Linked DNA regions of Mus musculus: region 2 is linked to region 1. Evidence: chromatin contacts called from public HiChIP or PLAC-seq data. All regions are on one chromosome and are shown on one strand. Each heading gives the region's core, a stretch centred on a gene start, on an enhancer-like site or on the middle of the called end of the contact. The rest is flanking DNA. Distances are from core to core; before and after follow the strand shown.

Region 1 (3,215 bases), core at 410-2,909:
ATATTTTACTGAGGATAAATTATTTGAAATTACTACTATTTATTTTGATTTTGGTTTGCTTTGTTTTGATTTTTTTTGAGACTGTCTCTCTACTTAGCACTGACTGTCCTGAAACTCACTATGTAGATAGAGCAGGCTGTCGTCAAACTCAGCCTCTGCCTCCAGAGTGCTGGGATTAAAGGTGTGTGCCAGCTATTTGTTCATTTTGACCTAACCAAAAAAACTTATTCATATGGCTTTACCTAAGAAAATGTTAATACAGGTAAGAGACAGTGATTCTGGAGAGATTCATTAACCAATGAAAATGACTCAGAGCCAGCAGCCATTGAGCCCATTGGGGAAGGACAAGGAAAAGTGAGTAGGTAGATAGTGACAGATAAGGACCGGGTTAGTAACTGTATCAACTGGAGTGAGACTAGGGAGAAAGGCAAGGTGTAGGTGGACTTTGGAAAGAAACCTTAAGCTTTTCTGTATAGATATCTAAGAGATGTGGATGAGGGTAGAAAGGGGCCTGAGGCTTTTGGGGAAAGTTCTGTCAGATCAAAAAGACATAGTTGAGCAGGCAAGTTAGGCTGCTGGAGGTTTTCTGAGGCTGGGGTACTCTGAATGCATGCACACAGGCTGGGAAGTAGAGCAGAACGTTCCACACAGGCAAAGGACTACTTCTGAGGGATTAGTTGAAAGCCGTAGAGGTTAGAGAGAGAAGGTTCTCATATAGTATCCTCAGTGGTCCTTGTTGGATCACACACCAGATTTCAAGGAGGGTTGCTGAGGTTCTAGACTTCATGCTCAGTGCCACACAGGTATATCTCCACTCTGTCCTTCATCATGGCTCAAAGTGTGGGTGCTGTTGTTATCTGGATCCTGAACCTGCTCAAGGTCACAACTGAACCTAAATATAAGTGTATGTCATGGGATACCAAAGACTACCAGGCAACTATGTAATAAGTTTAATTCGATGGATGAGTCAGAGTGACTTCCACTTGGTACTCTGCAGCTTAGAATTACTTTTTTAAAGACATTGATGCCTTCCAAGTGACTTCATTAGCTGGAACAAGAGGCAACATTGATAACCATGTTTGGTTAATGACAGCTGGAATTAAGTGAACTCACATAAAGACACATGGTTTCAGCCTGGTCTACAGAGTGAGTTCCAGGACAGCCAGGGCTACACAGAGAAACCCTGTCTCGAAAAAAAAAAAAACAAAAAAAAAACAAAAAAAACAACAACAACAACAAAAAAAAGACACACAGTTTATATGTGGCCAATCCACCATCTTTGGAGTTACAGCTCAGTGACCCTGTGACAATTCAGTCTTGTCACTTCTGTTGTATCTTCTTTGGGCCATGGGCTGGGGGAGAAGCTCCTGAGCAGAGCTATGGAAAAGCTTTGGCCCAGCAAACACATTTCCTCAGTTCTTAGCTTTATGCTGGTAAGACTCTAAGTGCCCTGTCAAACTCACTTGTGAATTCTAACATGGTCTCTTTTATTAATAATCAAGAACACTCAAAATTCAGGCCCAACCTACATGGAAAAAAAATGATTGGGTTTTGTTTTTTTCTTTTTAATTGTACCTGTAAACAGAAGATAGTGTATTAACTGGTTATTCATTCATTCTTGCTGGGGACATAGCCTGGAATGCCTCTCTAGGCACAATGCCAGGGGTCAGTCTGCAGCTCGCAGGCCTCAGCCTGAAACCCTCTGTAGTTCATTTACTGGAGTGGATAAGCTGTGGCATCTTAATAGGGAAATGGAAATGAGAAAGACAGGTTCTGCACTTCTGTAGAAATTTAATCTAACCCACAACCACTCACAGGCTTTTCGTTGATAGGAGAGCCTCACGAAAGATTTTAAAAGGGACCAAAAATGAGATTGATAATAAGCCCTCCCCCACTTTGTGTTCACCTAATTCTTGTGTAGAAAAAAAAATCCTGTAAGTAGATCTAGCATTGGTTGAAACGTATGCATCTTAGGAAGGACTGTTTTGAAGATTTCTCAGACATTATGCAAGGTTGGCGTGTCTGCCAAGTTTCTCCATTGCTGATAGAGAGCATGAAGCCGCTGATACTGCAGAGGATTCAAGGAAGAGGAAGGTCCTGTTCTGTAAGTTTAGCTTTGTTTGTTCATGTAGAAGGAGAAATTATATACCCCGTGTGGCCAGTATACCTTGTCCTTTCCCGTCTAAGTAAGATAGGGCTGTTGGAACTAAGGCACTTTACTAATGCTGGAGTAAAAGAGGAAGGAGTAAAGAAAATTAAAGGAAAGTCAGCAAATTTTGCCAGCTGAGCTAACAATTTGTAGTAATGTAAAAGGTTGACTTCCTTTGTTCTGTCTTCAAGGCACTTAGCCCACTTTGCAAGTCACTGTGACTAATTCTGTGGCAGTCCTCACTTCACAGAGGCAATTGGGGATGGGGGAGTGGACTTAGAGCTCACAAAGGGTCCTCAGAGCTCCAACCCTCACTCCCTAGTGCTAGAACCCCAAACTGGTAAGGCGTTGTGTGATGGCTATTCCCAGTTGTCAACTTGACTATATATGGAATGAACTACAATCCAGAAATGAAGGGCACACCCGCGACCCAGATCTTGAGCCTGGAAGACATGTGCTTTTACTGGGATGATCCGTGCTTTTGATCCAGATCTTGAGGTACAGTGGCCCTGAAAAGCTTTGGCTCAGGCAAGGTGATCCACGCCTTTAACCCCAGGACACAGAGACAAGCAGATCCCCCAAGTCAATGAAGTTAAATTAGTCAACTCCATAAAGGACTCTGATGATGAAATAAATATTTACAATAAAGTTCCTGAAATATATAGTTCGGTAACCGAGCTCTTGCCTACTAGCAAGTGCAAGCTGTGACTTTGACCCCAGCACGGTGAAAAGAAAAGTAAATAAACAAAACAGAGGTCCCTGGGCAGAGGTCAGGGGATAGATAAGTAGGTAGGTACAAACAAAAGACTGACTTAATTCCAGCCTCCGGGGGTGGGGGAGGGGGAGCAAACAGGAGGGTGTGGTGGGACAGAAAGGAGAACAGCTTGAATGGAACTCAGGTATGAGGAAGGTCATTCAAGCAGGCTGGAGATGAGGAAGGTGTGCCAGAAAAGAGAGGGATTCATCCCTGAAGATCCACCTCCAGGAAAAACAATTCAACATAGCATCTCATTTCTTTGTGCTCATCATAATTTTAAAATTTCCTTCAACCTGTTATACAGCACCT
Region 2 (3,241 bases), core at 230-2,729, 550 kb before region 1:
ATCTACTTAGTAATACAAGTGTGCATTACTAATAGGAGGAGAGGCATTGGTGGGTTTGAAGAGCAGAAAGAGTGAGGTAGTGTGAAAAGCAGATTTGATAATTACTAGCATATATGTGGAATTGGAAGCCGTACGTATGGATGGGTTTAAGGGATATGTCAAAGTCTCAGCAGAGTTCAACAGTGAACTGAATATTGGAAAGTAATTGAATAAATTATCTAAAAGAAAAATCAGGTCCTGACAGAGATAAATTAGTACTTGTCTTAGTTACTTTTTATTGCTGTAATAAAGCACCATGACCAAGAAAACTTAGAAGGGTTTATTTAGAGCTTATGCCTCCTTCCGTGTGTGTGTGTGTGTGTGTGTGTGTGTGTGTGTTAACCGGCAGGTATAGTGATTGGAGCTGAGAGCAAAGTACTCAAATCTTAAACCACACACAGGAAACAGGAAGTAGACTGAGCTTGAAATGAACAAGAAATGATGAGGATTTTTAATCTCTTGAAGTCTGTCCCAAGTGACATACTTCTTTGAGTGGGGCCACATCTCCTAAGTCTCCCCGGCAGTGCTGCTAAGCAGGTCCAAACCTCAGATACCAGAGCCTTTGGGGACATTCTCCTTCAGGTCACCACAGTATCATAGTTTTAAGTATTTCACTATTTTGAATGCTCCCTATATTTTTACATTGGAAAAGATGGAGAAATTAGAGAGAGGTTTGATTTTAATTCATATGTGAAAGAAATGTTTGGCTCTTGAGAGGTGTCCAGAATTAGAATGATTAAAGTGTGAATTTCTTGCCTTTAGAAATGTTGATATTAATATTTATGGCCTGTTAGGATAACATAAAATGTATTATGAAAACTTTATAGTATATTTGTAATATATTTTAAAATATCTTTTCTCTATTTTAGTAAAATTTAAAAACCAGAATTGGAGTTAGTAGGGAGCTCAGAGCTTGTTTCAGGGCTGTGTGTGGGAGGTGGTGTGCCAAGGCTGACTGTAGAGTGTAGACACGTTAGCAAGTGCTCTAGCTCTGAGCTGCACCCTGGCTCCAAGGACATCTTTATGCTAAAAGAAAACTAAATGGACTTCCTGTGATCAAGCAGTATATAATGAAGCAAACCTTTATACAACATTACAGTGAAGCAAAACTTACATATATTTGAGGCAGAATCCTACTATGTAGCCCTGGCTGGTCTGGAACTTGCTATGTAGGCTAGGCTGACCTCAAATTTAGAGAACCATTTGTTCCTGCCTCCTGAGTTCTGGCATTAAAGATAAGTGTCTCTACTTCCTGCTAAATGTGTATTACTCTTTGTTTCTAGAATGAGTACGAACAGTTAAATTATGCAAAACAGCTGAAAGAGAGATTGGAGGCTTTTACAAGAGATTTTCTTCCTCACATGAAAGAGGAAGAAGAGGTAAGTAGAGTTTTTCTTTGTTGTGATTTATATTCGTAATTTAACAGAAGATACTATTTTGAGTTGAGTTCCTCAAAAGAAGGAGGAAATGTGCTGTTGATAGAATCAGCTGTTTCTTCTTGGGCACAGGAATGAAATCCAGTGGAATTATAAAAAGCATAGCTTTAATTCTTCTTTTACTGAATGAATGATTTTATTTACTTAAGAATAAGTATATATATATTTTTAAATATTTATTATATATATGTGAGTACACTGTCGCTGTCTTCAGACACACCGGAAGAGGGCATCGGATCCCATTACAGATGGTTGTGAGCCACCATGTGGTTGCTGGGAATTGAACTCAGGACCTCTGGAAGAGCAGTCAGTGCTCTCAACTGCTGAGCCATCTCTCCAGCCCCATAAGTATATTTTTATGTGTGATGGCACTATGATACATTTTCATAATTGTCACTAATTTTTCAGAACTTTTAGAAGATTCTGTAAATCTTTAAATATTTTCTTTTTGCCAGGTTTAAAGAGTTCTTAGTGTTTTTTCATTAGTGGACTTGAGTAATTAAATAGTGGCTAAGTTTATCACTGTTGTGCCTCACATACATGCATTAGCATATCACTAACACACTGCAAAACAATTTGTTTTCTTTGAGTAATAAAGGATGATTAAGTATCCAGTGTAAGATAAAGAGAAACTATCCTATGAGGACTGACTACATCTGCCTTTTTTCTCTTCTAAAGATCTATTTTCATTTTACATGTATGAGTGTGTTTTTCTGCATGTTTGTATGTGCACTTTGTGCCAATGGACAATATCTGTTTTCCTGGAGTGAAGTTCCAGATGCTTGTGAGTCACCATATGGGCACTAAAGCCAAACTCAGGCCCTTCACAGTAGCAGCAAGTAGCCTTAACTGCCTAGCCATCTTTCCAGCTCTACTTTGAAAAACAAAGCCAAAACATTCATTGTGCAATTGGGAATTGTCTCCTTCCACTATGGGTTCTGAGAATTCAACTCAGGTCATCTTTCTTGGGAGCAAATATTTTTACCCACCAAGCCACCTTGTTGGCCTATGAATCCTCTTTTTTTAGTTGTAAATCATTTATTGTAGTGATTTGCAATTATGTTTTCATTTTATAATGCCTTGATAATAAAATGAAGTGTAGGCTACCCTCAAAACTCTACTTGGGATAGGCAGCATTGCCTTGGTGTTCTTCTTTGGTAGTTGATATTATTCTTTACATTGTAGTATGTAGCCTGTGCTGAAACCAAGGTAACAAACAGTCTTTTTTCTTTTTGAAAAAAAAATTTTTTTTCTAATATAATATATCCTGGCTATGGTTTCCCCTCTCTCTACTCCTCCTGGCTTCTCTCTACCTCTCCTTCTACCTGGATCAAATTCCTTTTCTGCTTCTCATTAGAAAACAAACAGGCTTCTGTGGAATAGTAAAATTATAATAAGGTAAAACAGAAAAGCTAGTGCTCAGAATTGAACAAAACAAACAGACGAAAAAGAACCCAAGAGAAGGCACAAGAATCAGAGAGCTTCCAACTGCACACCCAGGGATCCCATAGAAACACCAAACTGGAAGCCATATCCATGCACCTGGAAGCGACAACAAAGCCTTGGTTGTTCATTTAAAGATTATAATCCTATAAATTGGAGGTTAGGGCTGTTTTGCAGAAGAAATCTCTGAAAAGTTTTTCAGGACCCACTGAACTAAAATAATGTTTAGAATAAGCAGGTTGGATAGGTCATATCGACTGAGCTGCGATTGTTAGGGTTCTGGGATTGTTAGAGTTGGTGTCATACTCATGCAAAGGCCCTGT

The links. HiChIP or PLAC-seq counts read pairs in DNA pulled down with a chosen protein or histone mark.
Region 2: a contact with region 1 is called in an H3K27ac HiChIP or PLAC-seq map of microglia, with 7 times the contacts expected there. The contact joins two enhancer-like sites. A contact is called at or near these places in 2 of 484 Hi-C or Micro-C datasets (CD8 T cells and regulatory T cells), 1 of 115 datasets of contacts at active chromatin or transcription factors (microglia) and 1 of 9 other capture datasets (adipose tissue).

Annotation. Positions count from the first base shown.
Region 1 is chr5:43,217,390-43,220,604 of GRCm38.p6, reverse strand. The region is part of intron 1 of Gm7854 (predicted gene 7854); the gene reads left to right. Among named protein-coding and RNA genes, the nearest start is that of Gm46911, 8.1 kb to the right of the region's middle. Within about 2 kb of position 1,659, at least 51 of the 459 cell types and tissues checked have an H3K27ac peak or open chromatin away from gene starts, as enhancers often do. A contact at or near this core is called in microglia, where this site is marked.
Region 2 is chr5:43,768,914-43,772,154 of GRCm38.p6, reverse strand. It overlaps Fbxl5 (F-box and leucine-rich repeat protein 5), which reads left to right. Exons shown (of 11, transcript NM_001159963.1): 3 at 1,323-1,418. Among named protein-coding and RNA genes, the nearest start is that of Fbxl5, 12 kb to the left of the region's middle. Within about 2 kb of position 1,479, at least 42 of the 459 cell types and tissues checked have an H3K27ac peak or open chromatin away from gene starts, as enhancers often do. A contact at or near this core is called in microglia, where this site is marked.